Linked DNA regions of Gossypium hirsutum: region 1 is linked to region 2. Evidence: chromatin contacts called from public Hi-C data. All regions are on one chromosome and are shown on one strand. The core of a region is the stretch at or near the end of the contact, and the rest is flanking DNA. Distances in the headings are between cores, read along the strand shown.

Region 1 (5,709 bases), core at 765-3,264, 41 kb after region 2:
AATGATGTGTTGTGTAAGGCATTGGGTAGGAGCATTCTTAATATATTTATATAAAGGTTTATTTTTCCATGTTTTTCATGTCCTTTTGGAGTTCCTCGTGGAAGAGCTTCTCTAATCTTCAAGCACGTTGAAGTCTTATATAAAGGCTGTAAGTGAAGAAAATAAGTTTGTTGTATTAGGCAAAAGAAAAAAGAAAGCATAAAATCCGAGGAATATAAATATTTGTTATGTTGTGCATATAGATAGATGCACATGAAGATCTTTTCCCAAGCAACTGTTGTAAAGGCTGCTTACATGGTGTCAACTCTATGTTTTGGAAAATGCATATGAAAATGGTGAAGTTTCTATATTGAGGGCAAAAGAAATGGATTCGCCACTACAACTCATTGTTTAATGTGTGTTTTCACAAAGATTCTACTGCTGTTTTGTTATGGCATGCAATTCAAAATAGGTACCTGGCTAGCAATAGTTTTTTTTTTTTACAAATTCATTCACCATAAAGTGGATGAATCATTGATCAAATCAATGAACTTAAATGATATTGTGTATGATATATATGATGAACTTAGTTACTATGAAAGTTTCTGGACTAAGAATTGGGTTGCATTTTGATCAAATTATCTATTTCTATTATTAAAAATTAGTCCTTGTATGTTAACATGTAGTACACATGGCACGTCATATGTCACTATCTGATTATTTTATAAGTCACATCAGTTTTTAACAATACAAAGGGGTAAAAATATTTAACTAAAAGGGGCAATTTGTTCTAGGATATAACGTACAAGGACTAATTTACTTATTTTTTGAATAAATAAACCAAAATGCAATCTAACTTCTAATACAGAGAAGATTTTAGACAATACCTCACTATTTAATTAATAGTGCATAAAATTATATATTATTTGTGCACTAAATATTAACAACATATAATTTTGTGTACACATTTTATAAAATAAAAGTGTATTGTAAAATATTTAAATAATATATCATCATTTGATTTTAATGGCGTATACTAAGTCAAAGATAAACTCCTGAAGGAACTTATGAAACATAAGAAAAATCTATGTGATTGAGCTATAATTAAGTATATTCAAATTGAAAATGAAGTAGAAAATACAAGAAATAGATGTAACAGTGTAAATCGTTGATGGTCAATCTGTTAAAACTCAACCTTGAATTCAACCCAAAACAGAAATTCCAAAAGTGAAGAGATTACAAATTTCAAGAAAAACAACATGATTCTCTATTATTTGTGTTGAAAAATTATTGTACCACCATAAATGGGTGAAAAGAAAAACCTTATGAACCCCAACATAATTAAAGAACAGGATGATTTCATTGCCATGCTCATACTTTCACTTTTTAACAAATCTAGATGGTCATTTTGACACAAAATGGTGCAAAAAGTAGTGTTATTAAAAATCACAAATCGGTTTAAATATTTTTTTATCTCGGTTTTTAAAATTTTTACCTACTGATACACCGGCCGATTCACAATTTAACCGATTTCAGGGCAAGGACCATTTCCCTAGCAGAATGAGAGAGGGAAAAAAGAGCAAGAGATGGAGCCCTTCGTTTCCATTTAGTTATGTTCGTCTAATGGGTTCCACGTGATGTCTTTTAGGAGAAACTTGAATAACCTCAATCATAAAACATCTCATGCACATGAGAAACTACGTCTGTGCATATTAGAGATAGAAGATGTTGTTCCGTTGTTCTTCATGGCTATATTCTTGAGCATATTTGACCATAATCCATGCATAAATGCATCAATTCTTGTATTTGTATTCTGAAGGTTATCTGCTTTTCCATAAATTATTACATAAACTGGTGAATATAATATTAAACCAAACAAATAAAATACTTAAAGTAATAAATATTAATTTTAAAATAAGTCAAGGGTTTTGCAAGAAATTATACTAAATTATGGGGCTCGGCCTTGTCTTCGTTTTTGTCCACTAGTTAGTTGAGATAACTTTTTACCCAATTTATGAGTAGGTATCATCATTTGGAGTGGTGTGGCTGCTGATCAGAGCTGTCCATGACACGACACAGATTGCTGTACTAGGCGTGTTTTAGATTGACACTGCCTGTTGATTCATTTCATTGTTTAAGTATTACTAAAATATTTAAAAATATTTTTTATTAATACTATTTAAATCAAATTTGGACCATACTTTATTGAATAGAAATATGATAAAATTATTTTTTTAAACATTAATCTCATTATAGGTTTTTATAATATATGGTTCTTTTATTAACAAAGTATAATTTTTAAATAGGAAGATAATACACTTCAACGTACTCAAACTCACAGTCTTCTGCACTAAAAATATTGTTAATGTCAATTAAACTAAGACTCAACCGACAAATATTTGACAAAAATTTTAATCTTTACACCTTACAAAATTAAATTCGAAAAATTTAAATGAGTTTTTGAGTGTAACACGCTTTCCCTTGGGAAAAATCCAAGCTTGGACCATGTTTCACATGATAATTGAAACATAGACTTGAATTTTTGTGGCCTTTTTTTAGCAAATTAAACATGGTGCTGGTAATTAGTTTCATACTAAACAAAAAATGAGATTTGAATATATTTCTTACAAAAAAAAAAGTATAAATGTATCAAGAATTAAAAAAAATCCTGTATTAAAACGTAACTATAAAATGTTGTTCATATTTATTTTATTTTTTGGTGAATTACAATAACAGGGTAAAGCCTGAACAACTAATACGACTAGCGCAACTCGAATTTAGGTCACACCTGAGACAGTGAAAACCCTTAACCATCAGGCCATCACATGGGATTCTCTTTATATTTATTTTTAATCAAGTTTATATATCAAAACCTAATTTAAGAAACATATATTAAAAAAAAAATTCAAATCGAGCAAGGCTTGTGTCCATGCACACCTAAAAGGCTTACTTTTACTATTTTAAAATAATTTTTTTATTTAAATTTAATATAAAATTATTTTTATTATTCATAAACTATAAAAGGTATCAAGCCGGGCTGATTCGATATTAAAAAAATATAAATTCAAATCTAACTCGAAACAGATCGGTGGCTTTTTACAAAAATGTATTGAAATGCATACAAAAGAGAATTTCTCCAACAAAGAAGTTGATAACTCTGTGTGATGTTGGTTTCATATGTATCTTTGAACCAGTCTTGATTGCCATTCTCAACCACTAAAGTGTTGTTTAGGCAAAGAGATCATGGAGAATCTATTCAACCCAAAGCTTATTTATTTTAATAATTATCACTCATCTTCTCCACGAAAATGAAAAGACCGTGACGGTCTGTGGATTATTGTAGTTTACATATTGTGAGTCGCCGAATGAATAAGTATGTTGACTAGTTCATGCTTTATCTATGGTTTGACATGGGAGCTAATTATAAAGGTCAAATTAAGCTGTTTGCTTGACTCAGTTTAGGTAGGAATTATATTTTGCATTGGTTTCCTCGTTTATGCAAAGTTAAAATTGTAATTGACACCTAGCAACCATTATCATTACGTACGTCTCGTTGATTATTTTTCATATTAACAAAAAACTTTATAATGAAGTGTGAAGGGTTTTGTTGATCATAGTCTTAAAAGTTAGATGACTCAATGATATACATTCACAAGAAAGATTAATTTAGACTAGATTAAAAATTCATGTAACATGCATAAATTGTATACTCCGACATAAATCACATGTATTAGAATAATCAAACAATTAAGTATTTAATAATTCTAATTGATAAAGAAAATATTTTAAGTTATCCAATACAGATTCTATATTCAACAAGCTTGAATATTTGTAATTAAAGCAGAAGATATGTAAGTACCAAAGAATAAAGAATAAATTAGATCTCACAAGCTTGTGGAATCAAAACTTTGAAATCTTTTTGGCTAGAAGAGTGATGTTGAGAGAAAAACACACAAAAAAAATATTCAATATGCAACTAGACTTAAGTTTGATCTTAGTAATGTTTATTTGTATGTTAAAAATAGAATAAGGGGTGAAAAGACCTTAAAAGAACCCTTAAAAAGCCTCATTTTAGCATAAAATCATAAGTCTCAGGTGCCCTGGCGGTGGCCCAATGTGCTAGTAGAAACAGATTGCATGTAACATATTTAACACCCCTGAGATGAGAACAATGTCATTTTGGAACTTGCACATGTTAGAATTTTTGAAGTAGATAAAATAGGGATTATTAATGCTAGTGGAGAAAATAGTTGGATACCTTAGGGAATAAAAAAAAAAGGCTTTTGAATTGAGAGAAATTAATTTGAGGTATTAACTAAATTGTAAAATTTTGAAAAGTGTTGGGGTAAACGTGTGAAAATTTAAAGTTAAGAGATGATTAGATTACACGGATGAGAAAAAGAGTGAAGGAAGAAGAAAAGAGCTCATTCTAGGTATTTGATTGTAAGTATTTCAAAATTTTCACTTACCTAATTAAAACCTGAGTGAGAATTTGTTAAATTGATTTTTGTAATATTTATGAGATTTATTTATATAAGAAAATGTTAATGTGTATTATGGAACTTATTTGAAAATGAAGATGAATTCTTAAAATATACTAAATAGTTTGGAGAAAAAAAAGACTAAATTGCAAAGTGGATAAAAGTTAGATAAGTGAAGCAGATAATAATATAAAGCACTTAAGTAAAGTGTTAAATAATGATAAAATAAATGTCAAATGAAATTTGATGATTGTTGACTTTTTATTAAATAAGGCTTAAATAGTTAGAGAGAGAGAGAGAGAGAGAGAGAGAGAGAGTAAAGTTTGAATTGCATTTATTTGTTGAGAGAATGTAATGAAATTAAATATTTAAATGCCCATGTAAACAAAATGAGAACTAGTGGATATAAATGACATGCCATTAGAAAATTTTCATCCATGCAAGTGATTGTGACACTTTAGTGCAAGTGATAGTGGCACTTTGGTGCAAATTATTGATTTTTCCGCATATTATATATGCTCTATTGAGTCTACAATTGAGTTATAAATTTTAATAGTGAGTGAATTTAACAATGGGATTGGTAAGTGACTTATAAATTGTAAGCTTGAGATTCTATTGTAATCATCTTCTAATTAATTTCATGTATGATAGTATTTATTTCATAAGTTATTTTTACACATTTGTATTGGTTAAATTTTTAAATGAAAAGTTTAATTCTTGATGTACTTACTAAGCTTTCATGCGCTTAACGCATTATTTTTTCTAATGCGTAGGTGAAGATTAGACTTGAAGTTCTAGAGTGAAGATCAACCTCTACTCATCTCATCACATACCGAATCTTGGGAGAAAGTATGGTTTTGATTTTTGGTTATAGTTTATGGCATGTACATAGGTTTAAACCAAGTGTGTATGTGAAAGAATTCTAATGGAAACTTTTGATAGAAACTTGATCATTTTGTTAGCCTCACAAATTTAGTTAAATTATGATTGAGTTCTATGTTGAATTTCATGATGTTTTGATAGAGAATCATGTTTGATAATGTTTAGAAGTGATATGGAATGACTTATGATTGTTTAGACTTGGTTTTAAGTGTTTCAGATATTTTTTGGGCAATCTGTCTCTAGTGTCACGACATTGGAGTTAATAGAGTAATCTATCTTTGGTGTCACGACATCCGACATTTAATGTCGCCAAATTAGATTCATAGGAGTAAATTGTTCTTAGTGTCATGACATCATTCTAGTGTCG
Region 2 (5,148 bases), core at 1,431-3,930:
AATATAAGAATCAATACCACTAAATTAATTAAGGCTATTCAAGTTGCATAAATAATCTTCCATAACTGTTAATTTATGAATATTCAAATTAAATAAATAAGATAAAATACATCCCGATTTTTAATACAAAGACTTTCGTGAAAAGAAAAAAAAAACACTATGGAGCTGTAAAATTTTATATGTTCATAAGACCATCATATCATCTTGAAGTTACAACAATTGCAATAAAATAAATAATTATGAGCATTGATTTGATTACTCTAATTAATTAATTAACACCCAGAAACTGAAAATTGAAATCTTGAAATATTTAAGGTTCCAACTTTATCATCCAGCTAAGATTTTATTGGCAAATAAAATCTGATGATGTGTCATAATTTAATTCATTAACAATACATAAAATTATATACTATAATACATCAAATATAAATCCTAAAAAAATTAGATTATTTACATCCACCTAATTAATCATTCAATTAACTCCAAAAAGAAAACCAGGTGACTAGTTTTAGTTTATATCATCATTGTTGTTTCAACAATTTAGAGTTTATAGATAACTAAAAATACAACTTAGAGTATTTAAAAGATTATAAAATAAAAATAATATTTAAAATACAGTTAATTCAAATAAAATATAATGAAGTGTAACTCTCAACAAATTAGAAATCACAAAAGACATTTAAATAAGTAATAATAACTTATAAAAATGAAAGCATTTATTTTTAAATACCAAAATTCTTTTATATATTTTAGTGAATTACAAAAGGTAAAATCGAAACGCGATTAGTACGACTCAAATCAAAGTCACACCTAGTACGATAAACACTTTTAACCACCAGATAATCACATGAGTTTATATGGAATTTAAATTTAAAGGCTAACTATGAAAATTTTATAATACAAAAAGAGACAAATTAAGGAAGAATCAATGTTCTTCTCTCCAATACTACAACAATTTCATCTCTAGAGTGGTAATAAGCATCAGAGGAGTAGCAATTTGCACAACAAAAAGAAGTGGAGTGCCCGACCCCTAACTTCATACTTGGATTAACCCTCCATTAATACAGCAACTCCAGCTAGATATATGTATAAAGATCACTATAATGTTCATTCATGGCGCCTGACTACGGGTGAAGGAAGAAACTAAGTCTTGTAATAAGCCATAATCAGGAACTTGAAGCTGCTGCTGCTGGGTTTGATGGTGCATGGAGTTGGCGTGTGCTGCTGGATTATTGCTCGATGATGGAAGGAAATGGGTTAGGAATTCATGAGGGAAGGTCGGACCCATCGACCCCGACATGATCGGAGGGGAAAACATCCCTGCAGCATGGCCTCGAAGAGTTGCCGGAATGGGATGGTTATGCTTTCCTTCATATGTTGTGATCACCACCGATGGGTCCTCAAATGATCTCTCAACTCGCTTCTTGACACCACATTTTGGGCTTGTGCATCTGTAATAACTTCTGCAAAGTTTCACAAACGTTTTAAGATAATGACAATGTTTGCAATTAGGGTTAAGAGAGAGATGGATTAATTTGATTGTCATTTATCAATGGTATCCATTTCTAAACAAAAACATTCATAGGGATTAGAAAGAAGGATGGACCTTGGATAAGGGCTGTTCTTGACAGCCTTTTGTCCGTACTTCCTCCATCTATAGCCATCTTCAAGATGATCAATCTCACTCTTTGTGAGGAATGCAAACCTGGGCTCTTTTTGCCGTTTCTCCTTTTTTGTTGCTTTGTTCCTGCACCCAATATTAACCCTTTTTAAAAATCAATACAAATTGTGTCCTATCATCATCATATATTAGGGTTTTGGTAGCTTGAGAAAAAAAATACAGAACAAAGAATAAAGGAAAAATAAGAAGAAAAAAAGTTACCAAAAACAAATACCATGTAGATTAGTCATTTCAAAGGCTTTTATAAGTCAGTAAGAAACGCGTAATCAATTTACTGAGAAAATTTTATCAGTAACGTAGAAATCCAAAATCAGAAATGCTAGCTAGCTAGTATGAACGCTATTAATAATCCCCAAACTAGATAATAATGAGAAAATAAAGTTGCCTAAAAAGCCCAGAAAAAATAAAAACCTACACTTTCTTTGACTTGTCATCTCCATGGTCTTCACACCCTTTTGGCTGTTTATCTTTCTTGGCTTTGCTGGAATCTTCATCTTCGTTAGAGGAAGAAGACACTGAGGAATTGGGGGTTGATGGGTTTTCAGAAATATTATTATTGTTATCTGCACAAGTGGGGATTTTCTTGGAGTTGTCAGTAGCCGTATTGTCATCCATGGGACTGACAACATCAGATGAAGAACAAGACATGTCGAAGGCTCTCGAGAAGGAGTTGTAGTCGATGACGTTGGAGCCATTTAAGCAGTCAGTGAAGGTCATATATGAAGGATCAAAGGCCGGTGGTGGAGCGGCTGCAGATTGGTTGTAAATGCAAGGGCTGTTGTCGTCAAAGAATGGGAAGGTGGTGGATCGGTTGAATCCTTGGAAAGGATCATAGTTGTGTTGTGGATCGTTCTTTTCATTTGAAGACATATAAACATAGATGAAAGAAAGAAGATGAGGAAGAAGAAGCAAAAGGGTAAAACTACAATGGAAATATGAAAGGGTTTAAAAGTGAGAGAAGGAGAGAAAAGTGGGGTTTTGATTGAGAAACTTTGTTTTTATTTTTATAAGAGTGTGTGGTGTTGGATTATTTATTTATTTACTAATATTATTTTGTGTTGTTGATTATGATGGAGAGAGAGTTGTAAAGGAATGGGTAGGTTTGGCTATTTCCCACTATTATTTAAGTTTCCAATTCAAAAATCTAAATTTCACCCATCTTTTTCATGGATGATTATAGGTTCAAACCAAATAATTGAATTATACATGTTGAGAACACTTTTGTCAAAATTATCAACCCATCGAGTACAAATAGTCCACATATCTTCAAAACGTATACAATTAAACATCAATTTTAATATATCTGTCTTAATTTTTTAGTGTTTTTTATTATAACCTTTTTAATATATTCTAAAAATATATAACATGATTTAAAAAAACAAAACTTTTTTATGCTATTACTAGTAATATGTACATATTTGTAACTCATCCGATTTTTTTAGTTAATTTTACATACGTGCATATCATCCAAAAAAATAAGGACAAAAAGGAATAGGAAATCTTGGGGGCTTGTCACGAATTTTTACTTCGTTTGGAAGATTTCGTCATGTCAATCATTTTGATCAATAAAGAGTAAGGACTTGACTTACAAAGAATATCTTGCCTTACGTAGGTACATACATTTGTTTCTTGTATGTTTATGGACCTCATCAAGTCACATCAAAATTCACCTAAGATAATTTATGAAGACAAGATTTCCCATAGCCTCCAAGCACATGAGTAAAAGGCCCACCATTGCACAGCAACCTACTTTCCGTAAGACACATGAACCTATAAGTATCTATTATCGACCAAGGAACTACAAGATACTTCCCATGTTGTTACCCTGCTAAACTACCTATAAACTCCACCCTTATTCTCTGATTCATCAAAAACCACCTTCAAAAACTCTTGACACAATTGTGTGAACCATTTCCAACCACTAAACCATATTGTATCAACAATTGGTGCGGTGAGTATTGACCAAACATGACTAATCCCAATGAAAATCTCTTGAAGATAAAAAAAAAAAACAAATATAACTAGCATTTCCAACATTAAACAACTCAAAAGAAACAAGGTTACGAGTAAGGATATCAAGCTGGTCAAAGTAATCGATATGAACAAGGGAATCATAACAGGCAACCTTATGATAATTATGATCCTTATAATCCTTACCATCAGTAGAATCATGACCAATAAAATTATCCACTTCCTAGATATTACAATTCTTATCCAAACCAATGACCATTCGTACAATCACCGTTGGAAATATACTACTGCAAAATGAAATAGTTAGCACTGGCAGGATAAATAAACTGAGTAAATAAATAAAATAATCACTATGCTTTAGAAGAACTACTGCCTTAGAAGTAAATCCATCATGATCGATGTAATCGTATAGTGGACGTCGCCTTCAAGGTTAACACGATACTTCAATAGTTGTACACCCGAATAAAGAAGGTGGAACACAATTGGTATTGCTTTTCTCAAAAGTATTCGAAAAAGTAGACTGGAAACTAAAGTTGAAAGCTTGGTCAAAAATTTGATCGGAAAAGTTTTCTAAATAGGAAACAGGCGAGCTAAGAAAAACAGAAAAGATATTGTTGTTTGCTTGTTGTGAAAAATGAGAAGATTGGCCTACTATTTATATTGTTTTCTGAAGAGGCAAAATGGTAAAATAGCAGTGTCAGTTTTCAAAAATAGTAGAGGATTTTCCTTAACAAAAAATATTCTGCAACAGCTAGAAGATTGTCTACAATTGAAAAAATATTCTGAAAATAAAAAATATTTATGATAAAATGAACAAAAAATTTATTCAAAAAGAAACGTACGCGGTATGTGTGACACGTGTTAACGTGTACACGAACACGAACTGGGTCGAACGCTGGTGGCGTGTGTGTGTAAGGCCTTTAACCCCCAGTTACTCAATGAGGGTAAAAAGTAAAACTATATTTAAACCCTCTTAGAAGCCTTTCCTCAAACAATGTGAGATTGCCCACTTTGCATTATCAACATTCCCCTACTAATGCAAAAGATTGTAAATTTTTGTAAACATGAGAAAATGTAAAACATGAGAAGAGCGACAACAAAATTAGCAACTTAAGTACTAGTATCTTGTGTATTTGAACTAGTATGTAGTGAAATGAACGACTCTTCTCTTTAACAAGTGAACGAATCTTGAACTTGTTAAGATTGGGGCTAACTCATGACACACGACTAATCTCAAATCCAATTGATGTTCAACAATAGATAAAAAAGTTTTAGCCAATACACATTAGGATGCTGGTAAGTGCTTTAGAAAGACTATCCAATGTCTTTCATAGAAGATGGCTAGTTATTTGCACTTACATAGGTGATTTCATCAAATCTATCTCAATATATACTACCCGAGTCAGGAATATAAAACCATTAAGAGCATTTATTAAGCTCATCCTCTCAAATTTAAATTCGGTAAATTCATTAAGTTCATCTTAATAGGACTGCCC

Evidence for each region. Hi-C and Micro-C count contacts between places; a contact is called where the count stands out from the background.
Region 1: a Hi-C map of leaf shows a contact between it and region 2, with 1.8 times the contacts expected there. The contact joins the enhancer-like site here to the promoter of LOC107959731 in region 2. A contact is called at or near these places in 8 of 34 Hi-C or Micro-C datasets (anther, cotyledon, fibers and 2 more).

The regions. Positions count from the first base shown.
Region 1 is chrD04:5,904,742-5,910,450 of Gossypium_hirsutum_v2.1, forward strand. No RefSeq gene overlaps it. Among protein-coding and RNA genes, the nearest start is that of LOC107959730, 15 kb to the right of the region's middle. Within about 2 kb of position 2,015, at least 5 of the 9 cell types and tissues checked have an H3K27ac peak or open chromatin away from gene starts, as enhancers often do. A contact at or near this core is called in cotyledon and leaf, where this site is marked.
Region 2 is chrD04:5,863,083-5,868,230 of Gossypium_hirsutum_v2.1, forward strand. It overlaps LOC107959731 (WRKY transcription factor 71), which reads right to left and starts at 2,681. Exons shown (of 3, transcript XM_016895861.2): 1 at 2,097-2,681; 2 at 1,607-1,747; 3 at 870-1,463. The coding sequence starts at 2,551. The coding sequence ends at 1,112.